Linked DNA regions of Sus scrofa: region 1 is linked to region 2. The links are chromatin contacts, called in public Hi-C maps. All regions are on one chromosome and are shown on one strand. The core of a region is the stretch at or near the end of the contact, and the rest is flanking DNA. Distances in the headings are between cores, read along the strand shown. Region 1 holds the start of CLOCK (circadian locomoter output cycles protein kaput). Region 2 holds the start of TMEM165 (transmembrane protein 165).

Evidence for each region. Hi-C and Micro-C count contacts between places; a contact is called where the count stands out from the background.
Region 1: a contact with region 2 is called in a Hi-C map of embryonic fibroblasts, with 4 times the contacts expected there. The contact joins the promoter of CLOCK here to the promoter of TMEM165 in region 2. A contact is called at or near these places in 3 of 5 promoter capture datasets (fetal liver, fetal skeletal muscle and liver), 18 of 47 Hi-C or Micro-C datasets (adipocytes, alveolar macrophages, blood and 11 more) and 2 of 2 datasets of contacts at active chromatin or transcription factors (alveolar macrophages and skeletal muscle).

What each region holds. Positions count from the first base shown.
Region 1 is chr8:54,906,082-54,913,882 of Sscrofa11.1, forward strand. CLOCK (circadian locomoter output cycles protein kaput) reads right to left here and starts at 4,111. Exons shown (of 23, transcript XM_021101324.1): 1 at 3,933-4,111; 2 at 2,812-2,895.
Region 2 is chr8:54,749,626-54,757,196 of Sscrofa11.1, forward strand. It overlaps TMEM165 (transmembrane protein 165), which reads left to right and starts at 1,945. Exons shown (of 6, transcript XM_021101337.1): 1 at 1,945-2,402. The coding sequence starts at 2,190. It overlaps LOC110262103 (a long non-coding RNA gene), which reads right to left and starts at 1,925. Exons shown (of 3, transcript XR_002346666.1): 1 at 1,838-1,925.

The DNA.
Region 1 (7,801 bases), core at 2,861-5,360, 160 kb after region 2:
CATACGGAAGTTCCTAGGTGAGGTCAAATTGGAGCTGCAGCTGCCAGTCTACATCACAGCCACAGCAACCAGATTCTTAACCCACTGATGGAAGCCAGGGATCAAACCCACATCATTATAGATACTAGTTGGATTCTTAACCCACTGAGCCACAATGGCAACTTCCACAAATACTTTTTTTTAATTTTTTATTATAGTTGATTTACAATGTTCTGTCAATTTCTGCTGAACAACAAAGTAACTCAGTTATACTATAGATATATACATTCTTTTTCTCACATTATCCTCCATCATGTTCCATCACAAGTGACTAGATATAGTTCCCTGTGCTATACAGCAGAATCTTGTCACTTATTCACTCCAAATGCAATAGTTTGCATCTACTAACCCCAGACTCCCATCTGTCCCACTCCCTCCCCTTTGGCAACCACAATGTTAAAGACACTAGACTTCAAATATGCTCAGGGCAGGGTCAACTGTACTGCATCTTTCTATATAGCTCACCTAGTTTAGTAGTCTTGACTAATACTCAACTTTCTATCACCTAAAAGGAATTAAGTCTTGGCAATTATTTGCAGCTTGGTTAGAAAGGCAGTCTTCTCTGTGCAGGGGGCCAGGGGTGGGTGGGGTGTACATACGACTTGTCTGCTGTCATTATAGGACAAACCAGACCTGACTGCCTCTGCTCCCTCTCCCCTTCCAAGGCTGCATTCCAAGTCAATGTCTCCTAGTTAAGGACAGACCTGTGTAGTTTCACTCCAGAGACCAGGACAGGCTGGTGGAACCTAAGTAGTTTTCTATTGGCCCGCACATGCAGGAGAACAAAAGCAGTTTAACCTGTGAGCTACTGACCAGGTCAAAACCCTAGAAATGTGGACCCTAAAGAGTCCTATAAAAGCCACGGACTCTAAGTCTAAAGGTAAATTCAATCCACATCAGATTAAAGCTCACAACAGTGAGAGCTCACTACAAACCGTAACTGTGCCCCAAACTAACCAGCCCCTCACCAGTGAAAAGATGAGACTGTCCTAAGGCGCATACTATATGTTAAACTTTCTGACACACTCCAGGTCATTTCCCTGACCTGTGACACTAACAGAGCTCACATTGAAGGCAAACAAGCGGACAAAACAAGACAATTCAGTTCTCAAGACTGAAAATTCATGTTTGTAAATGCACAGAAAAAGAACTCGAAGGTTATACAACACTGTTAACAGCAGTCATTTCTGCAGAGATGTGAGAAGAGGTGGACACGTGCAAAGGCTGCTTCACGTACATATACACTGCATTGTTTTAATTTCTCATGAACACCACTCTACTTCTATAATTTGAAAAACAATAACAAAATTTTAAGTAAAATTTTGAAATGCAATTCTATTTTTTCAAAAAGACTGAATAGACCCACATGGAATTCAAATGAAAAAATATGCATAAGTTTGACTAGAGACCTCTAAGTCAAACAAAAATAATTATCCTATCGTACAAAATAAAAAGGAATACTGGAAACATAACGAAAATGCCCACAGTAACTGTCAACCACTACTCAACATTCACTACTTTCATTATATTAGCATCCAAGAGGTTCTGAGTACCCTTCCCCAAATCATGTACTGTGTGGAGCAATCAATAAGCCATAAAAAAATTTTGATGTTCTGCACTGACTGCTAGTTTTAATTCCCCGAAAGTACTATAAAAATAAATATACATATAAAGTTACATGTCACTGAGGTTCATATCTGATTGTCTTGAGAAAAGCATTTCCCAAATCTGCAAAGCAAACTACCTGGACAAACGATTCTATTACCATTTTAATGGAGTGCTCATACTCTCCAACTATTTGTCATGACAACTTTGGGGTTAAAAAAACTAAAAGTCAAATTTTATGCAAGTATGATTCCTGAAAAAAAAAAAAAAAAAAAAGGAGGCAAACCATGCTCTGAAATCTTTATAATCCAGCCATAATGCCAAATGTAAATGATGTCATATTTCGGCAAAGTAAAATGTGACTAAACAGCTTTAAAAATTAAATGTGACACCAGCACCTTAAAAATCGAGGCATAGACAGCCAAACTTACCCTAAGCTTTCTTTGAATTTTACAGCTCATTTTCCTTAAAAATATTAAGAGAAATCATGTTGAAAATGTCCAAAATCACCATAAATTAGGAAAGAGAAATAAGCAACAAACAAAAACACATAACAAGTTATTTTGGAAAGAAGGACTTCTGTTTAGTTTATGAATCCATAATACAGTCCAAATACTTTAAAAATAAGACATACACAACGTCATTTCCCACCATCCCCTCATCAGGCTCCTTCCCCCTCTCGCCCACCATTACCAGTTCTGCAGTTTCTCCCTTTCCAGAGTCGCTTTATACTTAGAAAAGCAAACGCAAGCTTGTATTCTTATTCCTCGCCTGTCCCCTTAACACACAAAGCAGCACATTATTCACACAGCCCTACATCTTTTTTTCACTTCATAACATATTTTGGAGCTCTTCCCAGGTCAGTACACAGAACCCTTCCTCATTGTTTTCTTTCATAGCTGACTATGACCAGTTGTCCCACAACTTTCCTTCTATCTTCCTTAGGCTAACCTTTAATGACGTTCTCATCAGTTTACTACTTAACACCTGAGTTAGTTTTTCCCCCTCAACAAGATTTTAAACAGAGAAACCCACTCATTATATAAATATAGCCTTTTTAGAACCTTTGTTTTTCAACCAAGTGGAGGGTAAACACTGCACAATTTTCTCCTCTCATCATTTAAAATGAAGCTACAAATTAAAATGCAAACTTTCAAGTTTGATTACCTTTTTTTGATTCGGGGGATCAGCGTTAACAGCCAAATCAACAAAAGCTGTAAAAGTTTCTTTACTTCTGGTGCTTTTCTTTCGCTGTAAAAGAAAACACTGGTTTGGTTTGGTTAAAGTTAGAAGGCTGTTAAGTATTAGCGTGGCATCCTAACAGCAAGAAATCGCCACCTGATTCCACGTCTCATTTGCCAGGTCAGAGGGGAGGCTTTGCTTTGTGGACTGCTCCACCGGCAAAAACGCACTCGGGGGCTTAAGCTCCGGGCGCTCGGCGGTGGAAATGACGATCCGAGGGCCAGGGCGCCAGGACCGGCTCCGCAGGCGGAAAGGGACCGGGAAGGGCAGGCGCCATGAGGACCCGGCCTGGAACCGCGACCACCAACGGAACTAGCCCTCGGGCGGCGGCCCCGCGGACAGCACGCCGGGAGGGCGGGGGTTCCCCGAGGAGCTGGCCGTCCCCGCGCCCCATTGGGCGCCGCTCCAAACGTGCCCGGGTTGTGACAGGAATAAAGTGGGTCACAAGGCCTAGCGGGTCCCAGGCGAAAGCGCTCCCCGCACCAGGTCGCCGGCGGTCCCGGCCGCTCGACCGCTGCAATCGGCCCCAACCCAAGGGAGCGCTCTGGCCACCGGGCCCCGCCGGGCACCCCGATCCCGCCCCTACCCCGCAGGTAACCCCGCTGTCCTCGAGGGCCCCGCGCCGCCGGGCCTCCGCCCAACTCCCGAAAACACTCACCAGGGTGAGAGGCAAAACTTGGCTCCAGCGCCCGGCCCCCCGCCGGCCACCGCCCCCAGCCCCGCACGCCGCCCCCCCTCCCTCCCCTTCCCCGCGCCCTCACCGTGTGGCGCGCGGCGTCTCCGGCTTCCTCCCCACCCCACCCCGGGGTCCGGCGGCGGCGACTCGGAAGCGCAGACCCGGCCGGGTCCGGGATACGCGGCGGCCCCAGCACCAGCAGCACCTGAACGGACGGCGCCCCCCACCCAGCCCGAGGCACCGCCACCGCCGCCCGCTCCTCCTCCCCCTCCCTGCCTCCCCTCCTCCACCGGCCCCGGGAGCGCATGCGCCGCCCAAGCCAGCCGCCGGCGGACGTCCAGCCAAGGCCCACCGGGTGGGCGACACTCACCGGGAGCGCGCACGCGTCTGGGCCAGCTTTCCCTCGCGCTCGCGCCCTGGGGGTTTCCTTTTCAAAGCGGGCAGTCGCAATCCGCGTCGGAGAGTGCGCTCCCTCCGGCGCATGCGTCCTCGTGACCCCGGGCTCCGCCGGCCGGCGCTGTGCGTCCGCCCCTCCCCTCGCTCTCATCTCCCCGGCGCGGCTCGGCGCGCATGCGACTTGCCCGTTAGGCAGCGCGGAGCAGCGAAGAGATCCCGGGGCCCCGGGCCGCCCGCCGCAGGGCGGGAAGGAAACCCCTAGTCTCCCCGCACCCCGCTGCCCGCACGGTTCCAGGAAAGCAGGGGAGGCGGGCCTGGTCGGCGGAGGGCGCGGCCGGCCCGGGCAGCTCTAGGGAGGCGGCTTCGGCTTTCACCCTGGATGCGGGGAGCGGGGAGAAGGAGAGGGTGGTTCCAGGCGGAGGGGTCCCGAGGAATCACCCTCTCCTTCTTCCCGCGGAGGGGTCTCTCTGAGAGAGAGAGAGAGGCGAATGACTGCCAGCGCCAGGGGAAATTTTCCGGTATTGGCAGGCGCAAGAGCTTTTTCCCTTCTCCAATAGCATCCCTTGCGCTTCGTTTCTTGGGTCTGGAAGAGGGAATTTGTGAGGGTGACTGAGCTCCAGACTCTTCCTTTGCGCTATCCTGGGGGTGCACTGCTTTAGTTGCTTCTCGCTGGAAGGTGGGCCTGAGGAAACTGGGCGGGAGCCCTGGCTGGAGGAGGGAGGCAAAAGAAGGTACGGCTGTGCCGCTTTGGAGTTTCTTACTTGGCCTTAAAGGCCAGGTGACAGTATAAGGCAAAGTGGGGGGTGAAGCTGTAGGATAAACCAGGACCCTAATTTGCACCGCTTCCCTTGTTAGAAAAACGTGTGAGTACTGCGCACTTATCTTAGGATATCCTTATCCTAATAGTCCTTATCTTAACCTTTGATAGTTAAGACACTTGGTCCGCACGGGAAAACGTATTTCGGCGGTTGAAAATTATTGGAAAAGAGGTCTTTACAGCCCTGATTCCTAGTAGTTTTCACATTTTAATGTTCTTTGGATTTGAAATAGAAGTAGTCGTCCTGTTTCAAAAAATAAACACCTGTTTTGACTATAAAATCCTCCCCTCAAGGTAACATTCATATCAGTAAACTTTTCAAATTCTTGCTGTGTACTCAAGATGAAAAGAACATTACAACTGAGGAACTTATTCAGATCCCTGATCGTTTACATGAGCGTTTTTCCGACACGAGTGGGAAATTCTAATGGAGTCATCAGTAGCAGACAGAAGTTTAGTAGACATTTTTCCCCGGTCAGCCTTCATTCCCTACTCTGATAGTTTCCTGGAGAACTATCCTTTCTTCACTCTCAGACCTTTGGCTGGGGCAGCACCCCAGGGGAAAACATATTTGAGTTAATCCTCTGCATTAAACTGGACTTAACAAGAGGAGTGATCTCTCTTTTTCCAATGGATTTAATTCTGGAAAAATGGAGGCCTGAAGCCAACTTCCCACTCACAGAGTCTGAGAAAGAAGGCAGCATGGAAAAAAGCAGATTCAAAAATGGAGATGTGGGCTGCAAACGTGTTTTGATGCCCTGAATTTAATGTGGACTACATAACTGGAAATTTCAGTTAAATTATTCAATAAATTCATGTATTTACTGCTTAAACCAATGAGAGGTTTTCTGTCACTTGCAATCAAGAATCTTAACATAGCCAGAGCAAGAGAGGAGGTAAGTTTAACAATACTGAGGGTACAGAAGCTTGCTGAATGCTTTTCCTAGGGTGTGGATGTTTGGATTTTATGCTGGAGAAAGTGCTATGTCCTCATATTCTACATCATCTGGAACACATATTTTCAAAATACCTTTGCCCTTTTTAATGATTCCATTGTCCTCTTAGTCACTGGGAACAAATCATATTCATCTTTGACTCCCCTCTCACTTTCTGTATTTAATCATTTACCAAGACCTGTTGATAATCCCCTGTTTTTTGCTCAGTCCTATGACACTGCTTGAACATTTCCCATGGCTGGGTTCACAACTTACCTTTTCCCCATATTCTCTCCAAGCAAAAAACTGTATCACATATTTTTAATAACATTTCCAACTACCAAATTCCACCTTTCCCTAAAACAAAAATCCTGCCTCATAGCTTCATAGACCCTAAATTTGTCCCCCAGCCTAAACCCTCGCCTTAAAACACAATTTATGTAATTCTGTTTCTTCTTGCCTGCCTTACTGTTATTTAAACTGAGCATTACCAACTCCCTGATTCTCATAGTTGATGTCTTGATGGAAGTGATACAACAGAGTGGTTAAGAGTACAGAATTGGGAACTAAACTGCCAGGATTTATCCCAGTCCCACTACTTAATGTCTGTATGACCTTGCGTAAGTTATTTGTCCATTCTTCAGTTTCCTGATCCATAAAATGAAGTTAACAATCCCATCTCATAGGTTGACTGAGAGAAGATATCAATTAGATAGATAGATAGAGGTGTGTGTGTGTGTAATAGTACCTGGTACATAAGAAATCCCATATTAGTATTGATCATCATTAATGATGTTCCTTTTTAGGTAGTTCTTACATCTCTTGTTCAATTTCTTTCCCTAGTTCCATGTGCCTATGCCCTTTCTTTCATAATGCTTTTCTCACCCATCCTTTCATTGACATTTCTAGTTTTACCACTATAGTTTAAGGTGAATTGGAACACAGAAAGTTTGATATGCATAATAGCAGATACACTGTTAGTTGTTTGTTTTTTAAGAATCCTTCAGAGTTTAGTCAGTTACTCATATCCTTTCTAGACCCTTTAGAATAGAGTGAAGTCAATAATATGAGGTGGTATTATAGACTTTGTAATTAAAATCTAGGCTTAAATCCTGACTAATACTAAGAGACACTGAGCAAGTTAAATAATTTCTCTGAGCATCAGGGTACTTATCTGTAAAGTGAGAAGAAAAGCATTTCAGAATGGTGGTGATCAAATGTAAATTATGAACTACCACAGAAAGGTTGGGTGATAAGGATGGTGGTTTTAAATTCTTATGGTTTGTCGTTGGAACCCTAGGAATGGCTGGAATGACTCACATGTTTGTAGCCCAGCCCACACTGTCTTCCTCTTCGAGTTCTAAGCAGTGCCCAGTTGTCTACCTGGTGTGTCGTCTTGAATAGCTCAAATATCTTGGATACTTCCTTCAATCTGTTCTCTACGAGCAGCAAGAATATTCTTTTGAAAATATAAATGAAATCTCATGTTCCTCCTTAAAATCCTTATTGTTTCTCATTATAGCCCAATTCCTAATCATGGCTGTATACGCTGTTTCATCCAGCCCTTCATACATCTTTAGTCTTATGTCCTACCATTTTCTTCCTTTCCCATAACACCTTCCACCCAGAAACATCCCTCAGTTCCTTGATAATCTCTGTATTCTCAAGCTTTGGCACTTGCTGTGCCCTTGTCTGGACCACCCTCCTGCCTTTCCTCCTGGCTCCTCCTCAGTCTTCATGCCTCAAAGTGCTAACTACCCTATCTAAGACATCTCCTTCCTACCTCTCACCTGCCCCCCAACACACATAGTACCACAGTTATTCTCCATTAGTGCACTATTTTTTAATATTTGTTTTATTTATTAAATATCTCACCACCACCACCCTGTAAATTTCAGGACAAGAACCATGTTTCTGTTTTTTGGGGTTTTTTTTTTGGTTTTGTGTGTGTGTGTTTTGTCTTTTTGCCTTTTCTAAGGCCACTATAGCTCATGGCAACCCTGGATCCTTAACCCACTGAGCAAGGCCAGGGATTGAACCCGCAACCTCATGGTTCCCAGTTGGATTTGTTAACCACTGCGCCACAACAGG
Region 2 (7,571 bases), core at 695-3,194:
TAAGTAGCTCTGTTTCGAAGAAAGGTATCAGAAGAGTGCTTTCAGGTTTTTGTCTTATTTTGTTTTTCCCAAAGGAGTTGGTCACCTGTGAGGAATAGAACCATGATGGCTCTAAATCAACTCTGATTTAGCACCCTTGGGCATGGAGAGAGCTGATCACTTGGGAATCTGACACCTGGAGCCTAAACTGGCAGAGGCTGAGGGCCCTTGGATCAGGGTAACACTGAATAGGCCAGAAGGGCCCACCCTGGCTGGTGGGGATACTGACACTGCACTAATTGCACCCTGCAGGTCCCCTCCTAGGGCGTGGGCGGGGGCAATCGGCTTGATCTCTGTTCACTTTGTATCTGTTGAGCAGCTTTGCTGACTTGCCCCTGAGTTGCCCTCCATCACCAGGTGGCTCATAGGCATCTGGCAGTTTGTTTCATCTGCTGAGGTGACTGGGAATTCAGCCAGGAGTACTTCCTGTTACAAAGCTGTGTAGTGTGGGGGTCCACTTCAGAAAATAAGCCAAGCACCTTCCAGGTATCAGGGACTCGTGGCCAGTTTTGCCACATTCAGTCTCTGCCTCTGCCATTAGACTGAGCCACCAGACTGCCTCTCAGCTACCCCTGAAGCTCTGCAGGTGCTGCGTGCATACAGGAGAGGGAGTTGGAGCGAGGGTAGTCCACACCTCTGGGTTCTGGTTTTTACTGGGCTCTAGTCATGACTAGTTTGTGAGGGCTCAAATGTTTACCCCTAGGGCTGAATCAGGAGGCACAATAGTTGTATGCCAAACCATAAGGTATCCTGGTTACTAAAAATAATAGAAGCATGTATATGCTACCCTACAGTAGTGTAAAGCGAGGAGTGATGGATTCTGTAAGAGGAGGTGTTGGGGGAAGGTTTCTGAGTAGTCAGGCCTGGACAGGTTTTGGAAATGAGAGTATGAGTTTACAATGACAGAACGGAGGACCCTACAGACAGGAAGACCCTCATGGACAAAAGCTCTACTAAGCCATGACATAATACAGTATCTTCAGCGAATTCAAAGTAGGTTTGTTCCCTCTGCTGCAGATTGTTTTGGTGGTTCAATTCTTGCTCCAGTATTTGATAACCTTCCTTATTTCTTCACAAAGCACAGGCTAATATATGTAAATATATATATAAAGTATTTATAATAGTGCCTGGCACATGGTTTACACAATCTTAGTCAAACTTCGGATAACTAAATAGCTCGACTTATTTTTTAGGCTGTAAAAATATTCTCAACCCACCATCCTTTCCTGTTTTCTACTCCCGCCTACCTTAATCCCCATCCCTCAAAAATCCTAAACACTCAAGTTCAAAAAGCCAAAGGTCATTCTAAGATAGATGCTGCATAAAACATGTGAAACAGAAAGGTGTTGCAAGAAAAGGGTAACGTTAGATCTTTTCGGTCTGGGAGTGCTTATAGGCAAACAAATGATATCTAAAACAAGGCTTAACAATTTTTGTCTGTTATTTCCTAAGTCCTATTTCAGAAGTTTGTTTTAAATACTCGCATCTAAGAACATTGTCCTCAGTAGATCGTCGGGTCGGAGGCGTTACTGAGAATCGGTAAAGAAGTGCAGAACCTGGCTAAGGTGTGGCAGTTCCCGTAGCAAGTGCCACGTAACCAGGGCGCTGGAAATAATTTGACAGCTAGGAAAGGCTCAGAGAATCGAGAGGCTGAGGTGGATATCAGAGCAGAGGAAAAGGGGGAACAAGAAGTAAAGAGCCGCGCGATTCTGGGGCTGCAGGGAGAGGGTACGCGAAAGGGTCTCGGGTGGGGTGCCAGAAGGATGCCAGGCCAGGAAGGTCACGCGGCGCCGGGTACCTCGGAAGCGCGGGGTCCAATGGGAGGAGGGCGCGAGCCGCACCTCAACCTGCCGGAGGACGTCACGACGCCGAGGCGGACGCCCGGCCAATGGGAGGCCGTCACATGCGGGGGCGGGGCCCGGCAGAACAGGGCCCGGCCGCGCCGAGACAGTTGGCGGAGTCTTGCGGCCGGACGCCGGCCTGCCTAGAGCCTCTCTCCCGCGCCAGCCGCTTCCCGCATGCTGCCGGCCCCTCCCTGAGCGGCGGCGGCGAGGCCTGAGGGACGTGCGCGGGGACTCCTCCGGATCGAGACTTCGCGGCGCCCGCTCTTCCTCTTGTAGTGCCGGTGCGCGGCCGTCTCGGCGGGCGGGATGGCGACGGTGGCCCCGGGGAGCGGCCGCTCATCCGCGCCCCGGCTGCTCCTGCTCTTGCTCCTGCTCCTTCCGCTGCCGTGGGCCCCGGCCGGCGTCCGGGCTGTTCCCGACGAGGACCTCAGCCACCGGAACAAGGAGCCTCCGGCGCCAGCTCAGCAGCTGCAGCCGCAACCCGCGGCTGCGCAGGGCCCCGAGCCGGCCCGGGCCGAGGTGAGTGGGACCCACCCCCGGGCGAGGCTGCGCCGGGTACCGGGCTCGGCGCGGGCGGAGCGCCCGCCTGGGCCCAGACTGCCGGCGGGGGAGGGGAGCCCGGCGCCCGCGCCCTGGGGGCGAGACCGCTGGGTACGCTTTTGCTGGTCCGGCCTGGCCTCGCCCGGCTCCTCCTGGGGGAGGGGAGCGGAGCGCAGAGAGGGGAGTCCTCTGTCGGCCTTTAACTCGGGAGGGTAAGTAAGGATGCAACTGGGATGGGCCTCTTGTTGGTCAGGTGTATCCTGCAGAGCTGGAAATACTCATCCCTAACAGAAAGTTTTTAACCTAGAGCAGTGGGGAAGCTTTTCATGGTCTCTGAATACCATCGGCCATTTCATTGCTGAAACAGCTTTTCCCAAACTGTTTATTTACCAAATTCAGTTTTGCATGATTTGTGATTTTTGCCAAATGTGTGTGGATTATGAAGCGTGACTTTTCACTTTTTGAAAAACGTGCTGTGGCTTGCAGGGAGTAGCCTAAGGAATGCAGACAGTGCGGAGTGTTGCAGCGGTGTGGGATGCCAAAACTAAATTTATAAGTGTACCAGAGTCCTGCATTTTGGCCTTCATTAAATGGATATTAATTAACATTTTAATTTATGTTAGTGGAATCACCTAGTCACTTGGGTTTACAGTCTGGGCAGCGTTTGTGTATTTAGTCCCTCTGTGGGTGCGGGGCTTTCTCCTCGTTTCCAGTTTAGATTCCTGGAACCAGGCCCTGTGTAGCTGCTTCTAGCAGGGCGCTCTGCACTCCCGTTTCCACGGCGGGCTGCCTTCTGCCTGTCCCCATCCACCCAACTAATCTTCCCCAACTTGAATTCCATTTTTCGCCCCAGAGGTCTTCAATGGGTAGCCCCTAACGTGATTTCAGTCTGACCTCTCAGGTTTCCGGGTAATCTGGCTCCAGCCAAGCCCCCAGGCTTCTATTCCCCACTCCCTTTCTCAGCCACTTGCTGATTCAGACCTAAGACAGGCCATGTGCTCTGTTCCTGGTCTCTCCGACAAAAGGCCTCTAAGTAAAAGGGCTTTAGTGAGCTTGTTCTGGCCAGAATTTTTCCCACCTTTAAGGAACAAGTAGACATCTCTGTTCTGTGAAGTCTTTCCTAAAATTTCCTGGCTAAAAGTGATGGCTCTTTTTAAGTAGGAATTTATGCTAATTTGTTCTGTATTGCAGTAGAGTTTGTTTAAGCATAAAATTATGCTTGCATGTAACTTTTTGTTACGGCTCAAGTGTGTTTTGTGTTATTTTTATTTTCTCTACTGTATTACAGTATATGGGGAGGTTTTTTTCTTTCACATGTTTTCTGAACTGTGTAATGTAAGTTTCATTTGTGTTTTTTGTCCACTTGGTGGAAGTAAAATACTGTCAGAGTTGAGTTTAATAGCCGTGTAAGCAAGAGTTCAGCATCACTGATTCTCTGAAGTTTTCAACTGTTTTGCTTTGCAGCTACATGCAGCATATCTTTTAAAAGGGTAGGATATTTAAATGTATGTTTTCATACACTATGTGAGTGTGAATTTCTGAAAATGGAGAGGATAGGAAAAACTTTATTGATAAGTAATCAAATGTAAGATGTATTATAAAAACGTAGTTGTGTCTTATAGGGTACTCTGAAGCAAGATTACTGAACTTCTCATGGGATTTTCTATGTTGGGTATATTTTTTTCTCTATAATCAGGTAAAAAAAAGTTGAGGGACTTTACTCTGAACTTATAGTTAAAATTAATCCCCCATTTACAAAACCCACAAAAAGCACTGTTGCGCATTGGGATCCTTTCATTATGCAATGTGTGCCTCTGTGTTGACAGACTCGCTTTTTTAATTGGGGCTTATCAGGTAGATTGAATAGAGGTAATTTATAATTTGCTGCTCATTCTATAAAGCCAAAGAAGGGCTCTGCTCTGGTTGCCTAGCAGTGTTGTAAAGCCGCAGAAGCCACCAGACCAGTACAAGTTCTCCTTACTGGTGTTTCTGCTTTATTGTTTCTTGGCATTTCTTTTATATATTATCTTTTAACTAGAAGACCTTCCACACAATATTTTAAACTTTTTTCCATTTTCATAAACTCCATCCAGTCCAAACTCCCAATTTTAGCCTTTTCACAGCTAAGACTGAGGCGGTCAGATAATCATTGCCTGACTCATGATTGCTGTCAGAATGGAATGATCATGATGTTACTGCATTTATTTGTCGGTATTCTACTGTCAAAGCAATTCATTAAAAAAAAAAAATCAGTGAAACTAAATGCACTTAATACATTTCAAATGCTAACATTTATAAACACATTACAGAACAGTAATATTGATAAAAGCATAGCTGTTAAACATTCATTAAAATAAAAATGTATTTTAAAACTGTAATTGTTAAATATATTATTCTAATATTGATGGAACATTCATAAAAATAAAATATTATTTAAAAAACAAGCGACCCCATCCACAAATAAGATATGATGAAAATTTATAATATTTTGTTTCTTTAATACAGACTTTTAAAACCAAGTTTATCCCTGATGTCATGGTTTAAATTACACATGTATTTTTGTGCACATTTTCCAACTTCTGAAAAAGGTTTTTCTGACTTCCTACAAAAAAGTAATGGTAAGAAGACAGTCCTAAGCCAGTTCTAAGCATTTTCCTGTGATTTCTTTGTCTTTAAAGCTCACCTCTTGTCTGGGAACTTTCGTTGAGAGACTTTGTTTTTGTTTTACTTTTGCAGGGACATTGTCTTTTTCTTGGTAGCAGGCTGTAGATTTTGTTTCAAAGAAAACATCATCTTCTCTAGTTTCATCATGAGCAGGTGGAGATGCCCACGCAGGTAGCAGTTTCTGTGTGGTCAAGTCTGTGTTCATTTAAACTGTAGGACTAGAGTGGGAATTGTTTTTTCATTGTTAATTGTTATTTTCTCCCTTTTCTTGAAGATCATGAAATAAAAGGACACTAAGGGTCTTTTTTCACAATTTTTCAATTTGCAACTAATTTTAACTTTGAATTTTATTCAGTAAGTTTTTCTTTTTGTTTTTTAATTATAAGTTGTTGACCCTGCCCTGAAGATGTAAATAATTTGAGTTTCAGACCCAAATTAAGATACTGGAAAAGGTATTTGTACTAAGGAAAACACCTATTTCATTTCTTACTACAACTCTGTATAACTGAATGGCAGAAAGAGACTTGGTCATGTGTCTGACCCTCCTGTATTCACCTAAGCTGCTGCCTCTGCGCCACGACTCTCTCCTTTCTTCTGTAGTGAACACACCTGGGCCCCTCTCCATACCTTCCCTCCGTGTCCCTGTGCCCATTCTCCTCTGACCCCCCACTACTTTCCTTCCTCAGGGTCTTTTTTTTCTCCTTTTCTTTGGTTCCTTTCTGTCTGCTTACACAGGCTTTTCCTCTTTGGAGAGGGAAAAACAGGCCATTGGGTTAACTGTACTTGACTGCATTAGCTTCTGCTCCTCACTTTTATAAACCAAACTTCTAACTGGGGAATTAGCTGCTTTATCACTTGGCTTTGGTCTTCCATTATCTTGCATCAGGCCCTGTCTTTTCATTGAAATTCATTGCGGAACCCAGGTGTCTTTTTCAGTTCTCTTTTGACAGGATTAACTCCCCACTTTTTAGGAGTCCTACCAGTTGGGAGAACCTGAGGAAATTATTTAACCCTATTGTCTCTAAGCTTTTCTTCTTATGTTGAGATAACAGCTTTAAAGTTTTTGAGCATCAAATTAAACAATGCATAGGAAAATCTCTGGCTTTTAGTTAGTAGCTCAGTGAAATGGTGATTGCCCCTAACTTGGCCATCTGTGGTCTCCTGCCTGCATCTCTAAATACCTAAGACAGTTTTCTTTTCTTTTTTCTCCCCTTCACCTCTCTCCCTAAGTATAGATGTTGTCCAAGGCTCATTTTTTTAATGTGATCTCTGCCCTTTCCCATGGAAATCTGGTCTTGAGAAGCTGTAGCTGGTAGATTCTGGCTGCCAGCAACCAGACACATACCTTGAGGCTCTGGTGGCCAAAGCTCAGGTTTCTGATAACCTGTTGGAAACCTTTACCTGAAATGCTCTTTTTTTTTTTTTTTTTGGTCTTTTCTAGGGCTGCACCTTCGACATATGGAGGTTCCCAGGCTAGGGGTCTAATTGGAGCTGTAGCTGCCGGCCTACACCAGAGCCACAGCAACGCCAGATCTGAGCCGAATCTTCGACCTACACCACAGCTCACGGCACTGCTGGATCCTTAACCCACTGAGCGAGGCCAGGAATCATACCCACAACCTCATGGTTCCTAGTCAGGTTCGTTAACCACTGTGCCACGACGGGAATTCCCTGAAAAGCTTTTTATCCTCCAATTGAACGTGTCTGAAACCACACCTCTTATTTTTATTTCTCTTTCCCACATATCTTGTAGGAGTATGAATATCATCTTTGATTCTTTCCCTTGGAAAAAAATATTAATTTTTCTTTTCATCATGCATAGATTTTTTTTCTTTTTTTTTTCAACATTAGTCTTGTGCAGCTGACTTCTTAATTAGTTAGTCCAGTGGCTGGTATTCTCTGTTTTCTGTCCTGATCTATTAGCCAGAGTGCCTTAATCATGTGTCTTCTACTCAAAAACTTTAAACTGTTTCTCGCTTGCCTCTCTGCTGGTCCATAAGTATGCAGGCTTTTCAGCCTGTGTATTTCTTCTCTTCCCTTTTCTCAGAATATGCCTGGATTCTTTTAAATTGACAGTCCAGGGGAGGAGGTGAATGCTTGTACCTGATATGTTTTCTCAAGTCAGCCACTCCACAGGTGACTGGTATGAATCCTGTTGAGACTTTCCAAAGAGCTTTATGAAATGAACCTCAGAACTGACTCCCCCCATTGGTCAAAGATTGCACCATGGGGGTTAACAAACACCCCACACTTCTGAGTAGTGAATAAGCTTGTGCAGAGCACATACTTTGTGTTGGACTGCCTGAAGCCAGTTATAGCCTGTAAGGAATTGGTCTTCCATATCTGGAGTAAGAGATTGGTTCAGGAGATTTTTGAAGTGGTATTCATTAGGTCTCTAAAATCATGTGCATGGTAAAAAAAAAAAGGAAAAAGAAAAGAAAAAAAGAAAAAATATCCAAGAGGTACAGAAAAATTATAATGACT